Linked DNA regions of Mus musculus: all the other regions are linked to region 1. Evidence: chromatin contacts called from public HiChIP or PLAC-seq data. All regions are on one chromosome and are shown on one strand. Each heading gives the region's core, a stretch centred on a gene start, on an enhancer-like site or on the middle of the called end of the contact. The rest is flanking DNA. Distances are from core to core; before and after follow the strand shown. Region 1 holds the start of Nop2 (NOP2 nucleolar protein). Region 2 holds the start of Tpi1 (triosephosphate isomerase 1). Region 3 holds the start of P3h3 (prolyl 3-hydroxylase 3).

Region 1 (4,807 bases), core at 847-3,346:
CCACGGCCTGAGCTATCTCCAGCATCTTAAAGAAACAAACAAACAAAAAAAAAAATATATATATATGTACATATATATATATTTTGCTTTGCCGTTCCTTCCATTCTAGAAACAATTAGCCCTATCCAGGTCCCAGAGGATTCTTCACAGAGCAACCAACTCCTATAGTCACTAACCTTTGGATAACTCTCCAGGCAATGTTTTGATCCCAGGAGACTTATTTGGCTTAGGGACGTCAACAGACCCTGCCCTCCTCTTGGCTGCCCTGAAAGAATACAGAAAGTGAAGACAAGGGAACATACCTCCGGGTTCTGCCACCTCCCACCACAAGGAAACAAGACAATGCACAACCAGCCCTCTTCACCCATGGATCCAGCAGCTACAATCTCACTAAACCAGCGGATTCACACTCACCGCTTTCGGGCACGACTCGACAGCCTCTTGGAATTCTCATCGCCAGCTGTTAATTTAAAAAAGGGATAGATTAGGAATTTATAGGAAATACAAACTGGGGGCAGGCATGTAATTAGGAAGAGAGAGAATCACCACGTTAACGAAGAAAAGTGTGGCAGTGGTAGAGCGAGTTTGTTTGTTATGTACAAGTCCTCATATTCACCCACGGCAGCAGGAAAGACTAAGGCTATAAACTACAGTCCATGGGAGTCACTCCATACAAGTCATCCAGGAGTTACAGGAGATGTGAAAGACAGGCCAATAGTACAGCCTGTGCGGAGTATGGGGAAAGCCCAAGGCTCCATTCCCATCACTTCCAGAAAACTTAAAAAGACCAAAAGAAGCCAGGTGTGGTGGTGAACGCCTTTAATCCCAGCACTCGGGAGGCAGAGGCAGGCAGATTTCTGAGTTTGAGGCCAGCCTGGTCTACAGAGTGAGTTCCAGGACAGCCAGGGCTATACAGAGAAATCCTGTCTCGAAACCCCCACCCCCACCCCACCCCACCCCAAAAAAGACCAAAAGATGTAGAGGAGAGGAAGCAGCCATCAGACTGTTCAGCAAGGAAACTCAAACAGTGACATTCTGATAACAATGTAACCTCAAACCCCTTTTCTGCCCTTCCCTTATTCTCAGCTTATTCAGTTATCAACTAAATTAGAACTTAATTTTGCTATTTTTGGTTTTACAATCTACAAGAAATGTCCCTTTTCACTTACTGTGTGTTAAGACACCTCTAACCTAACAAATAACAAAGCCTCTCTCCCAGGACTCTAAAATTCGATGAAGTGAGACCATGTGTCCATACAGTTGAGGATCTCCTTCATGGGCCTGTGGCTTGCCAATATTTCAACAAACTGCATCTTCCATCATCCTTCACCACAGAGGGCTCAGATCCGTGCTTTCATTCCATCTCTTCCGGACAATTCGTGACCGGTCTGTTCCGTTTCCAACTCTTGCTTACCAAAACTAAGCTTAATAACATCTTTCCAAATTCTTCATGAGAACTCCCTTCCTGGAAACGGAAGATCGCACCGCTCCTCGCACGAGTACCATGCCCCAGTGGCAGCTTCCCACCCTTCTCTAACCCAAACTATTTATCTCCTAACAGCTCACATCTATGCAGCAGGTAAAGGCGAACACGCAAACGAGAAGTTATGGCACAAAATGGGGCAAAGGCTGGCCGGGATCAGGGAGCTACGACCCTCACCTGCAGGCAAAAATCTGACCAATTCGGTCTCCGCACCCTTCTGTTTTCGGGCCTTTCGGCCGGGTCCACGCTTCTCCTTCTTCGTAGGATCCAACTTGCGCCCCATGATAACTAAAGCAAAGACAAACGAGGCAAAGCGACGTTGTGGATGCTGAAATGGGAACGCAGGCCGTAGGCTTAAGGATATTACCAGGGATGGGTACCGCCCGGCCCAGGACCACTACTCAGGACCCCGATGGCCCCCTCCAGGATCTCCCACAGGACCTCGTCACCACGCCCCTCTCGGAACCTTGCTCCGCGATCCTGCAGACGCACCTGAAGGCTCGGCTCGCCTAGACCTGGTTCCGGCTGACCCGGCACCTCCAGTCAAGGCCCGCTCCACGTGCACTGGGGGGAAGAACTCAGAGGTCGCACACCGCGAAAGTGAATCGCGCAAGCGCAAAAAGGGTCGTCACAACGCCCCGCCTCTTCCGGCCGCGGCACCGGAACACACGTGATCCAGGGACACGCCCCTCACCCGCGGTTCAGAGAGGGAAACGCGCGGCGCTGCGGTCAGCGTTTCTCTGCCCTCGGTTCGGAAGGTGGCTTCCGCCCGCTACTCCCGAGGCCGCACGCTCCTTCCACCTAGCACCGCAACTTGGCCCTCCCGCTGGCACCCTAATTGCCTTAGCCCGCAAGATCGCGGGGTCCCACGCCCCTCGCCCTCCTGTTCCCAAAGTTTTGTATTAGAGCCGCTTTCCTTAGAGGTAACCCTCCCCTCCGGACCCTTTCACATAGGAACACGCACTCGGCCGGCCTTCCTTCCAAGCAGGGAGACCGCTTAGCGGATAAACGCGCTTGTCTCCGAGCCTGCAGAACTGAGTCTTTGAGTCCAGGACCCACCCATCTAGTGGCATCGGGCACAAACTCCTACAAGCTGCTCTTTGACCTCCACGTGCACAGTGATGCTATGTACAAATTATATAAGAGAGTGGTAGTTCTCTATAATCTCAGCCCTCTGCAAGAAGCAGGTGAATCTCTTTAACTTGAGGGCAGCCTGGAATTCCTGGACCCAGGATTACACAAAGAAACCCTGTCTCAAAGAAAACCAGTAATAAGGGGCTGGAGAGATGGCTCAGCAGTCAAGAGCACTGACTGCTCTTCTAAGGGTCCCGAGTTCAAATCCCAGCAACCACATGGTGGCTCACAACCATCTGCAATGAGATCTGATGCACTCTTCTGGTGTGTCTGAAGTGTACTCATATATAATAATAAATAAATCTTCAAACAAAAAAAAAGTGATAACAATAAACCAAGGAAAAAATTTTAGGGTACGGTAACATCCTTAATTCCCCCACTTGAGAGGCAGGGGCAGGCAGTAGTTACTTAGACCCTCAAAAAATTTATACTTAAGGTAACACATCCTTAATTCCCCCACTTGAGAGGCAGGGGCAGGCAGTTGTTACTTAGACCCTCAAAAAATTTATACTTCTATAATTACATATTCACGCATATGTATTCCATGGTAGAACACTTGCCCAATGTCTTCACAACTGTACCAGGCAAGTGGCTACTTCCTGCAGGAGTGCTCTGCGAACAGTTTGCTAAAGATCAGAGCCTATAAACAATGGTCCAGAAGCCTCTTGTTCGCCAGAATGTCACCCTGTCAGGAGCACAGGCAGTCTTCCAGGATAAGCCAGTTCCTGGGGTACCTGGAACCCACACTCACCCACACAGAACCAGATCACTAAAATACAAGGAAACTTTTATTTTCAGTTCTCATCAAGAAATTTGCTGTGGTTTTTTATGCTTTTGGTTCTTTTTCTTTTTTTTTTTTTTTCCAACTTTATTTAGCTGCTCAGTGGCTGGAGCCGCTGGGTTCCTGGTATTAAAAAGATGCCAACAGAGGTAGCTGTGTCTCGCCCAGGGGCCCGGCCCACTCTGAATACCCCCCAAAAAGGAGAAAACACAAAGTAAACCAACAAAATAAAACCAAAAAGAGGAAGAAATTCAGATCATTTTCTTCGAGCCTGGCAGAATCCACAACAGTTTGTAACAGGCGCACGGTGGGGAGAAGCCAGGGTCCAGAAGGCAGCCAGCCCGCCAGCTCCTGCACATGGCGGGCGGGCGCTGCGCTACTGCTGCTTGTCTCTCCAGCAGGAAGGGCACCATTGCTTCTCCCTCCCTCCCTGCCCCACTGCGCAGGGCTGTTCCTTTACAACTCAGAAGATGGGCAGAAGGAAGGCAAGGGTCTCTCTGGCCCCCAGGGGCAGCCGGGACAAGAGAAAGTGAGGAAGGTCACTGCTGAGTGGTGGAGGTGGATATCACTCTGGGTCTTTCACTGCTGCTGGGCTACCTGCTGTGGGGGAGGTTCTGGCGCCCTGTTTGCCAGGCGGCTGAGAATGTTCCGCTCTGACATCTGTAACCTCACAGCGACTGGGGGGATGCGGGCAATGGTGGCTGGGAGCCGCGTCACATCAGCTTTCATGTCACTCAACAGTTCCTCCAGCTGTTTCAGGACTGCAGAGGGAAAAAGAAAGAAAGAGGCCGTGAGCTGTGGTAGTCAAGGGCACAGCTGTGGCCCACAGGGCTGGTTGTCACGCTGGCATACACAGGATACGCTCTTGACACTCGCTTTACCTGGCCTGCCCACCCAGCTATTCCTCCCATTCTAGTTGCAAGTGGCTCTGGTCTCACATGTTGTCCAGGATGGCCTGAGACTTGAGCTCAGGTCCTGCTGTGTCTCTTGAGTCCCTGTGACTCTAGGCATCGGCCATCCACAGCTGGCGGATTCTTGTTTTTAAGAGCCACCAAACTTTAGTTCATTATTCCTTCTCACTATTGTCTCCATTTTCTTTTTCTTTCTTTCTTTTTTTTTTTTTTTTTTTTTTTTTTTTATATAAAAGGTTGGCTTCAAACTTCCTATGCAGCCAAGCATGAGCACATCTCATCGTGCTCCCGCCTCCAAGTGCTCCCAAGTTGGGAGCACAGCAAATGCCCACAGAGTTTTTATTCTCAGCCTTGGGCTCCTCCACTTGAGAGGCTCAGTTCCTACCATCTCCTCTCTGCATCCACACCTTTTTATATCCCCAATGTCCCCGGCTACCTTTATGACACCCACCTTTTCATTTCACCCCCCCCCCATAAAGCTATGCTCAAAATCTCAAT
Region 2 (4,807 bases), core at 1,740-4,239, 320 kb after region 1:
ATTTTGAGCTGTTAAATACTGTCCCACAGGAATCCCGTGTGGTTTTCTCCTCTGCTTTATCTTTCTCTTCTTCCCCAGAGTATCAGCTCTTTGCCTTCATTAGTCACATGGGCACATCTACTATGTGTGGTCACTATGTCTGCCATATCAAGAAGGAAGGCAGGTAAGGGGCTGGCAGTGTGCACGGTGAATGAAGAGGTGCTGGTGAGGAGGGGCAACCTGGAAGCCCCTACAGTATTTGTGGGAGATGTCAAATAAAAAAAAAATGCCTCCCCACAAGGATCGGCAGGCCACATCCCAGGGCTCCGTCTGCCTGCTTTTGTAAATGAAGGGTTACAGGCTCACAGTCATCTGCTTGTTTAGGGATTGCCTGTGGCAGCAGTAAAGTTAAACAATTGTGGCAAAGACTAATTTCTCCATGAAAATGGTGGTCAGTAGCTGTGTGTAGTGGCTTATGGCTTCAGTGTTAGTGTTGAGGTGGAGGCAGGGGAGCCAGCAGTTGAAGCTCATCTTTGGCTCCATGGCGAATGAGGTTTAAGCGATCCTGTGCTCTGTGAAACCCTGTCTCCAAAGGGGCTGGGGTGGGCTATAGAGATGCTTGTTAGCGAAGAACACTTTCCACTCTTTGCAGAAAACCTAGGTTCAGTTTCCAGCACCCAAATGAAGGCTAACAACCATCCACCACACCTTCCAGGGAATCTGGCACCTTCTGGCCCTCATAGGCACCTGCACTTATGTCTGAGACACACACACACACACACACACACACACACACACACACACGCACGCACTCTCTTACTTTAAAAACGAATCCTTTGTTAAAATGGATATTAGCCCGTGGTCTCTCCTGCTCCCCTAGCTTCACAGGAATGGGTGGAAGGAGAGTGTAAAACACAGTCCCCAGTGAGGAAAGTCCTGACAGCCTGAGGTGGAACCAGAAAACTTCCCTAAGATCTCTATTCACACCATGGTTCAAGTGGTTATTAGTACAAAATAATTACAATTTTGCAGAATACATGCTGGGCATAGTGGCACACAGTTTTAATCCCAGCACTTGGGAGGCAGTGCAGGGTTGGGGGGTGTGGATGTATGAGTTCGAGGTTAGCCGGTCTACAGAGTGAGTTCCAGGACTACTGAGAGAAACCCTGTCTCGAAAAACAAAAACAAATACAGTTGCCTGGATGTAGTCATACACACATTTAATACCAGCATTGGGGAGGCAGAAGTAGCTAGATTTCTGAGTTTGTGGCCAGCCTGGCTTATATAGGGTTCCAGGACAGCCAGGTTTGTTGGGACCCTGTCTCTAAATGAACAATCTGAGGTCATCAAATGGGAAAATAAGATTTCGAAGCTCCATTTAGATGCTAGCTGGATGGTAGATTTGGGGATGTGGCATAGAATCAGTCGGGATCCTTCCCAGAAGCCCCTCCAGGTTGATGTGGAGAGCCCACCGCTCACCCTTCTCTGTCCCTTTCCCCACTCCCCAGGTGGGTGATCTACAATGACCAGAAAGTGTGTGCCTCTGAAAAGCCACCCAAGGACCTGGGCTACATCTACTTCTACCAGAGAGTGGTCAGCTAAGAGCCTGCCCTCAGCCCTTCCACTTGAAGCAGGGGACAGACCATCTGGCATGAGGGACGGCTGAGGGATGGACTTCAGCCCCTGCTCTGTACCCTTTTTGTTTTTGTCCCCAGCAGTGGGAAGGAGCTGGAGGTCATAGGAGAATGGCCAAACAAAGAGGAGGGGTACTCATTAGACTCTGGGGACAGAGCAGGGATGGGACAGGAGGGGCCAACTGCCTGTCCACAGTGGGACCTTGTTGCTTCCTTCCCCTGCCCCTTGAATCCACAGTGCTCTGCTTCTCTGTGATGGCCCAACCCCTGATGTGGGGCGGGCTCTTACCTGTGTGTGTGTGTGGATGTGGCTTTATGCATCTTTCCAGGGGAGGGAGCGACTGCGCCTCCCCTCCCCTTAAGTGTTTGCTCCCTTGTGGTGGGGCAGAGGAGGCTCTGAGGGAAATAGGACCCTCCCCACACCCTTTGCCCTTCTGCCTCAGCCTCCGGTCTGTCTTTATGGTCCTCTGGAAAAATGCCAAAATACATGATGTGAATAAAAGTACGGGGGCTGACTGGTTTCAGTTCTTTGGGGGAGACTTACTAGTTCTGGGGAGGATTACTGGAAGGGGAAGGTTTAGAGAGGCCCAACTGGGGTCCTTTGCCGTCCCCCCCCCCCAGGCAATTTCCTTTTCTCTAGCTCTAGAAATGCTCAGAAAACTGAGGTGGGGGGATGGGAAATAAAGGGAAAATTCAGAAGCGAGGCTGCATCACCCCCCCCCCCCCAACTGACCATGCACTTGGTCTAGCCCCACTGTTGCTGGGCAAATGAAGGACCTAGGGCAGGGTGGGCAGTCCACACTGACTGATATCAGCTGACTCCTTTACACGGCTGCAGCCAGCCTGCCTCCCTCCCTGCCCCCCACACACTAGTGTCCCACTCTGCTCCATTTGGCCAAGGTCTGACAACTGCAAGGACCCCGTAATCACCAGCGACGTTGGTGACACACTTGGCCCCCTTCCTTGTGATTACTGGAAGGGCTCCTCAACCGTGACTTTGCTTTATGCTATGAGGGAATGGGGCGCTTTCGGAGTTGGAAAGGTGCCCTCAACCCCAGGGTCCAAGGCCCTGCTGCTGTCACCTCCACAGGAAATGCCCCTTGGTCTTCTGAAATCCCAAAAAGTTTGTTTCCCTGAGCGCGAGGTTCAACATCTCAACTGTCGAGCCACTGAGGCAGGACGTTTGAGCCCCCTGAACCCTCTAGAACATTGATTGCTCTAGAACGCCAGAACGTCGAAACACCGGGAGGTGGAGAGGCAGATGGAGGGGAAGGCGGAGCAGCAAGGGGCCGGGCTAACCATGGCGGAGGGCGGGGAGAAGGAGGAGTTCTGCTTCACAGCCATCTATATAAGTGGCCAGTGGAGAGAGCCGTGCGTTTGTACTGACCTTCAGAGACTTGAGCCTGGTACAATGGCGCCTACCAGGAAGTTCTTCGTTGGGGGCAACTGGAAGATGAACGGGAGGAAGAAGTGCCTGGGAGAACTCATCTGCACCCTGAACGCAGCCAACGTGCCGGCAGGCACCGGTGAGCTCTCTGTTTAGCAGGGGCGGCGGGACGTGGGGGTGGAGGGTCGGGCGTGGCACCACCTGCTCAGTGTCTGAGTGGACCTGGATGGTGGCCTGGGGACAAGAGCCATTTGGTGTCCCGGCAGCAGAGACTTGCTGAAGAGGAAAAGCATTTAAATGCTGCACTGGGTTTGTGGGGCCCGAAAGGGGTTCTTGGGGTTGGGGGCAGGGTGCAAAGAAGATCGCCCTTGGGAGTGGACCGGAGCTGCACCAGTTAGGGGTTAGGGTCGAGAAGAAGAACCAGTGTCGGGTTGGATAAGCAAGTGGCACGTGTCCCCCAGATTGTGAGGGAGGAAGCTGAGCTTGCGCGGGCTCTCAGCTACCTGCCCCCTCGGCCTCTGGCTCCGTGCGTCTCTGCACGTAGCCCGAAACTCCTCCCCGCGCCGTCGTATGCTTAGGCCTCTGAGCTGGGGGCTTCCACATCCCTATCCTTCACAGCATGGGCCACTCCTGCCTTCCACCTTAGGCCCCTAGCAGATGCCAAACATGCTGAGCCGTTGGGGAATTAAAAAAAAAAAAAATTCAGCTCTTCTCAGACTGGAAATAGGAAAACACAAGGTCTCTGTGGGCTAGTCAGTTCCCTGCTGCTCACGACACTACCCCTCCATCCTTCCCGCTTCTACCCACCTAAATCGGGGAACCTGGAGAATGGCCAAAGGGTATTCTCTCTGATCATCCATTTCCCGAAGAGCCCAATACAAACTCCCGCGGTGGACCTCTTATGCTAAAAAATCCTTCCCGGGATGGGTATGTGGGATGGGCTATTTTAGAAAGGGGTTACCCCTGGAGAATGCTGAGTCGAGGAGATGCCCATTCCCAGAATAGCCTGAGGAAATTAGAGCCACAGCTGTTAAAAGAGCAGAGGGCAGGGTAAGGGCCGTGGCCTATCAGAGGCATTGGGAAGGCTCTGGTATTGCTACAGGCCTAGCCTGGGCTCTGTAGTGGACAAAGGTCAACTTTCTGGACTGAAAAACGAAGGAAAGTAGAACCAAGAAAGTGAATGCAAGACCGGGAGCCTGAAGAGTGAGGGGCTTTCTCTGATCTCGTCCTCAGAGGTGGTTTGTGCACCGCCCACCGCTTACATCGACTTTGCCAGACAGAAGCTGGATCCCAAAATTGCTGTGGCCGCACAGAACTGCTACAAAGTGACCAATGGGGCCTTCACTGGGGAAATCAGGTGAGATGGAGGCAGAGAGGGATGTAGAGGGAAAACCTTCCTCGTGAGGGCTTCTTGCCGAACTTTGGTGTGTGTTTGTTTTAGCCCTGGCATGATCAAAGACTTAGGAGCCACCTGGGTCGTGCTGGGGCACTCAGAAAGAAGACATGTCTTTGGAGAATCAGATGAGGTCAGTAAACAGGAGGGGAGATAGGGGATGCTTTGATCCTGGGGGAGAGGGTATCTTACCTACCTAGCATTTGTTCTTCAACAGCTGATTGGCCAGAAAGTGAGCCACGCCCTAGCAGAGGGACTCGGGGTGATCGCCTGCATCGGGGAGAAGCTAGACGAAAGGGAAGCCGGCATCACCGAGAAGGTCGTGTTCGAGCAAACCAAGGTCATCGCAGGTATCTCTGCAGACACGGCTCTCTGAGTCTAGCAAAGGCCACAGGGATGGAGGCGGGAGGTCAA
Region 3 (4,807 bases), core at 1,344-3,843, 270 kb after region 1:
CGCCTCCCTTCCTAATCCCTTGCTTTAAAGGTGGGTATCAGGCTTAGGTGGGGCCTGGACTCTCAAGCCTGACCAGCCATTGCCTATTCCCCGTCAGGTGGTGAGCTTCTTCTCCTTGAAGTCAGACTCAGCTCCGCCATGGATGGTGTTGGCAGTGCTGTGGTGCTCCATGGCACAGACACTGCTCCTGCCCTCCTTCATCTGGTCCTGTGAGCGCTACCGTGCAGATGTGCGCACAGTGTGGGAGCAGTGTGTGGCGATCATGTCCGAGGATGACGGTGATGACGGTCAGAGGAGGGACGGGGCCTTTTCTTTCCTGGATAGCTACCTCTATTTTCTGTCCTTTCTACTGCCCTTCTCCTTGAGGAGACGTGCTGCCCTGGGGTGCCCCCTGCTGGACTAAGCTGGAGCCAACTCCAGGCTCCGTCTAGCCTGATGACTTGTCCATCCAAGCCCTGTTTCCTTTGATGAGCCTTTCACTAGGCATCTGCTCCTCTCTGGAAGCCTACACCGGCCGGCCAGCTTGGTCCATGCCAAACAGGGATTGGGGCTTACAGACTGATGGGAGTCAAAGAGTCCTCCTGGACTTTATGAAGGGCATGGGGCTCTAGAGGGTAGGTCTTCTCTGCCTGTACCCACTGGGCTCCTTCTCGCTCCTAGATGGCACCTGTGACGACTACACAGATGGCCGAGTGTGCAAAATTCGCTTTGATGCTAACGGGGCCACAGGGTCAGGGAGTCGGGACCCCACCCAGGTGAAGCTGCTGCCTGGGCGGCACATGCTCTTCCCACCGCTGGAGAGAGTACACTACTTACAGGTATGGGACAGAAGGACTCACCTCCATTCTGGTCTCCTGCACCACTGCTCTTTGGCTTTGGACTGCAGGGTACCCTAGGGGGTCAGGTAAAGGAGAGACAAGAGGAAGAAAGTTTCCCTCAGATCTCTCAGAACCAGGTTTGCCTACTAGAGTAAACACGTTGGAGAAAAGGAAGAGTATGAAGCCATCTTGCAGAGTCCCCACCTTGGTTCCTGTCACCTTTACCTTTGTCTCTGCAGCATCTCCAGGTCTCACCTGCTCCTCTTCCCAGGTCCCTTTGTCCCGACGATTATCCCACGATGAGACCAACATCTTTTCTACTCCTCGGGCACCAGGCTCCTTCCTGCACAAGTGGTCCTCATCGGATGATATCCGGATCCTCCCAGCCCAGAGCCGAGCCCTCGGAGGCCCTCCAGAATACCTGGGACAGAGACACAGGCTGGAGGATGAGGAGGATGAGGAAGAGGCTGAAGGCGGGGGCTTGGCCAGCCTTCGACAGTTTCTAGAAAGTGGGGTTCTGGGGTCGGGTGGGGGACCCCCACGAGGTCCCGGTTTTTTCCGGGAGGAGATCACCACCTTCATCGATGAGACACCTCTGCCTTCTCCAACTGCGTCACCAGGACCCTCTCCTCGTAGGCCTAGACCACTGGGTTTTTCACCTCGACGGCTCTCCCTTGGGTCTCCGGATAGCCGAGCCGTTGGACTTCCTTTGGGGTTAAGTGCAGGAAGACGCTGTTCCCTGACCGGGAGCGAAGGGAGTTCAAGGGCTTGGGGAAGACCCTGGGGGCCAGGTAACCCCATCTTCCCCCAGTTGACCCTGTGAGGCCGCATAGGCCTGCTTCACTGGAGGGGGGGGGGAGGCACGAGCGAGTGAGTATGCCTCATCCTGGCCCTGAGTCTATGGCAGCTGCCTCCAGGGAGATGGGGGGGGGGGGGCCTACATCCGGGCTCTAGAGCCCCAGCTCTCTCCCATCCAAGTGACCAGATACCCAACGCACCCGTCTTCACCCCTAGCAAAATGTATTAAAAGGCTGAGTTGCCGTGGAAACCTTGATGTTCAGCGTTTGCGGGGAGGGGGGGCAAATGGTCAGTGGCTTGGGCGAGGGAAAGTGGCTAGAGGACAAACCGGATAAAGGGCAGGGGGAAGAGGTATAGAAAGAGACGGCCCAATACGACGCAGACAGACATAGGAGAAATGGGCGTAGGAGCGTAAGATCCTGGGGTGGAGCAAGGGACACTAGAGTGTGTTAGTTTGAATGGGAAGGATCTTTGCTTAAATTAGTAAAAAGTACTCAATTCCCATCTCCCCTAAATGCGTCTGGGCGCTCAGTTTCTGAGTAGAAAAGTTTTGGTGCCAGAATTGGTGTCCCAAACACGGAGTCACCCTCTTCCAGGCAGCGTTTCGAAAATCCATCTTCACATGGTGGGTTGGCAGGAGCGTGGGTAGATGAACGTGTGAGGGGCGTCCACAATCCTTTTCCAGGACTCAAGGATGGACGGAAACGAAGTTACCCCCACGTCACAGGCCAGGAGCCCTATTTCACCCTTCTTTCTCCATTTCCCTTTCTTACCCACACTAGACCCATGTGTCCCTCGGATTTCTCACTCCGTCTCACTTCGGTTTTCCCAGGGGCAGGCCTAAATCCAGCAGGTTTCTTTGGCATCACTCATTCCCTCTCTCTTCCTCTCCCTCCTCTTCTCCATCTCTCCTTCCTTCTCCTCCCCCTACCCCCCCTCCTTCCTCTCCCTCCCTCCCTCCCGTCTCCGCATTTCCCTTCGGCGGTGGGCCCGCGACTCTGGCACCATGCTCCGGCTCCTGCGGTTGTTGCTTTTGCTGCTGCTGCCTCCCCCGGGGTCCCCCGAGCCTCCCGAGCCCCCGGGCCTGGCTCAGTTGTCACCGGGGTCGCCTCCCCAGGCCCCCGACTTGCTCTACGCGGACGGGCTGCGAGCCTACTCGGCCGGGGCTTGGGCGCCCGCAGTGGCGCTGCTGCGAGAGGCGCTGCGGAGCCGGGCGGCGCTGGGCCGCGCGCGCCAGGAGTGCGGGGCGAGCTGCGCGGCCGAGCCGGGCGCCGCGCTCCCCTCCCAGCTCCTCGGAGCCCCACATCCTGTCTCCGGGCCCGGGGTCTGGGAACCGCTGCTCCTGCGCGCCACGCTCCGCCGCGCCGAGTGCCTGACCCAGTGCGCGGTGCGGAGGCTGGGCCCGGGGGGCGCGGCGCGGCTCCGCGTGGGGAGCGCGCTGCGGGATGCCTTCCGCCGGCGGGAGCCTTACAACTACCTGCAGAGGGCCTACTACCAGGTGCGGGGGCCGGCCAGGGTGCTACCCCAAGCCTACTGACTGTCTTACTGGGAGCTGACCAGGAGAGGGCGGGATGCTCGCCGCCCGGACTCGGGGGTGGAGCCTTGGAGGGCGGATAACGGAGTTCTACTCTTGTGTGGGTACCATTGAAACGTGGCCAGGACTTGCGATGGCCGCAGAGGGAGGGTCAAGAGAGAGCGTGGAGAACGTGTCAAATTGGAATGAAGAGGAGTGGGAGTAGACCGAATATGTTGGGAGGGCTCCGCAGTTTTATTTTAGCGGGTCTAGGCTAATGAATGCAACCTTTCAGATACGAAGAGCAGATGGAGAGGTGCCCCAAACCATACACACACACACACACACACACACACACACAGAGAGAGAGAGAGACAGACAGACAGACAGACAGAGACAGACAGAGAGAGACAGAGAGAGAGACAGACAGACAGACAGAGACAGAGAGAGAGAGACAGGCAGAGAGAGTGCATGTGTTCGTTCAGGAGTGGGCGTTTGAGTAGGAGCTTTCTCTTGGGGAAGAATCGAGCTTCGGAAAGGTTGAAGGAGCGGGGCTAGTTTGCAGAAGGAAGTACGGCTGAGGCTGGAATCTGGGTCTGTGGCAGTAGACAGTGTGCAGTTTCCAGAATGGTAGCTGATGCCTACGTGGCTGGAGGCGGGAGGGGCTCTAGTTTCACACACCTCAGCCCAGGGTCCTAGAGGCCTGCAGATTCTCGTCATTCAAGGTCTCCCCGCTCCCCCGCCCCTCCCCCATCTACTTGAGCCTCTCATTTCGTTGTCTCCAAAACAGAGATCCTGGGGCCTTCAGCCCGAGGCCCACCCACTCTGACGCTTCCATATCTCCTTTCTGTACCAGAGTCCTGGGGAGCCCAACATTCTGGCTCCCGAGGGATCTGGTGGTTTCCAGTTTTGATTGGCTAGGCTGCCATAAGGCTCTGGGGGAGGCTGGTGAAGGACAGAGGTCCAAAATCCCACCCCCACCCACCATACACACACACACACACACCACCACCACCACCCCATGCACGCACATGCACACGCACACCCCTCTGGACTCTCATATCTCATCTCTTTGGATCCTTAGTTGAAGAAGCTGGACCTGGCAGCTTCTGCAGCACACACCTTCTTTGTGGCAAACCCAACACACCTGCAGATGCGGGAAGACATGGCTAAGTACAGAAGGATGTCTGCAATCCGACCCCAGAGCTTCCGGGACCTGGTGACGCCCCTATACTGGGTGAGGTCCTCAATGCTGGCTGAAATCTGCCAACTCCAGCCTGTGCAGTTTGAGCATATCTGGGTACCGCTCCTCGGTGGCGCTGGGTGAGGAGTCTTTCCCTAGCACCCAGTTTCCTCAGTGATCACTAAAGTGTGCCGTTCTAGCGTTCTGATTCTGAGGCCACACCTGTTCTTCCTCTGGGTGTATGAAATACCATACAGATTTCCATGTTCCAAATAAGCTCATTTCTTTTCCACCTCCCTAACTTTCTTTTTGAAACAGAGTCTCACTGTGTAGACCTGGGCTGGCCTGGAACTCACTATGCAGACCAGGTTGGCTTCCAAGTCAATAAGATCCGATTGTCTTTGCCTCCTTTGTGCCAGGTTAAAAGCATATGTCACCATGCCCCCCCCCCTTTTAAAGAATTATATATTTATTTTATGTATGTGAGTACACTGT

Evidence for each region. HiChIP or PLAC-seq counts read pairs in DNA pulled down with a chosen protein or histone mark.
Region 2: a contact with region 1 is called in an H3K27ac HiChIP or PLAC-seq map of embryonic stem cells, with 4 times the contacts expected there. The contact joins the promoter of Tpi1 here to the promoter of Nop2 in region 1. A contact is called at or near these places in 7 of 39 promoter capture datasets (3T3-L1-derived adipocytes, the C10 cell line, embryonic stem cells and 3 more), 6 of 484 Hi-C or Micro-C datasets (CD4 T cells, CD8 T cells and embryonic stem cells), 22 of 115 datasets of contacts at active chromatin or transcription factors (the SCID.adh cell line, Th17 cells, bone marrow-derived macrophages and 12 more) and 4 of 9 other capture datasets (adipose tissue, embryonic stem cells, liver and 1 more).
Region 3: a contact with region 1 is called in an H3K4me3 HiChIP or PLAC-seq map of the SCID.adh cell line, with 4 times the contacts expected there. The contact joins the promoter of P3h3 here to the promoter of Nop2 in region 1. A contact is called at or near these places in 8 of 39 promoter capture datasets (the 3T3-L1 cell line, embryonic stem cells, hippocampal neurons and 3 more), 3 of 484 Hi-C or Micro-C datasets (B cells, the N1E-115 cell line and embryonic stem cells), 8 of 115 datasets of contacts at active chromatin or transcription factors (the SCID.adh cell line, embryonic stem cells, extraembryonic endoderm stem cells and 3 more) and 3 of 9 other capture datasets (adipose tissue, liver and pancreatic islet).

The regions. Positions count from the first base shown.
Region 1 is chr6:125,129,172-125,133,978 of GRCm38.p6, reverse strand. Nop2 (NOP2 nucleolar protein) reads right to left here and starts at 2,096. Exons shown (of 16, transcript NM_138747.2): 1 at 1,976-2,096; 2 at 1,661-1,771; 3 at 415-460; 4 at 177-265. The coding sequence starts at 1,766. It overlaps Chd4 (chromodomain helicase DNA binding protein 4), which reads right to left. Exons shown (of 39, transcript NM_001346610.1): 39 at 3,388-4,159. The coding sequence ends at 3,978.
Region 2 is chr6:124,812,340-124,817,146 of GRCm38.p6, reverse strand. Tpi1 (triosephosphate isomerase 1) reads left to right here and starts at 2,989. Exons shown (of 7, transcript NM_009415.3): 1 at 2,989-3,139; 2 at 4,234-4,357; 3 at 4,442-4,526; 4 at 4,611-4,743. The coding sequence starts at 3,025. It overlaps Usp5 (ubiquitin specific peptidase 5 (isopeptidase T)), which reads left to right. Exons shown (of 20, transcript NM_001326594.1): 19 at 79-163; 20 at 1,488-2,128. The coding sequence ends at 1,581.
Region 3 is chr6:124,855,503-124,860,309 of GRCm38.p6, reverse strand. It overlaps P3h3 (prolyl 3-hydroxylase 3), which reads left to right and starts at 2,593. Exons shown (of 15, transcript NM_013534.5): 1 at 2,593-3,114; 2 at 4,214-4,366. The coding sequence starts at 2,623. Gpr162 (G protein-coupled receptor 162) reads left to right here. Exons shown (of 5, transcript NM_013533.4): 3 at 98-287; 4 at 661-818; 5 at 1,090-1,866. The coding sequence ends at 1,641. It overlaps Gm32404 (a long non-coding RNA gene), which reads right to left and starts at 2,503. Exons shown (of 3, transcript XR_378023.2): 1 at 2,390-2,503; 2 at 1,074-2,303; 3 at 1-892.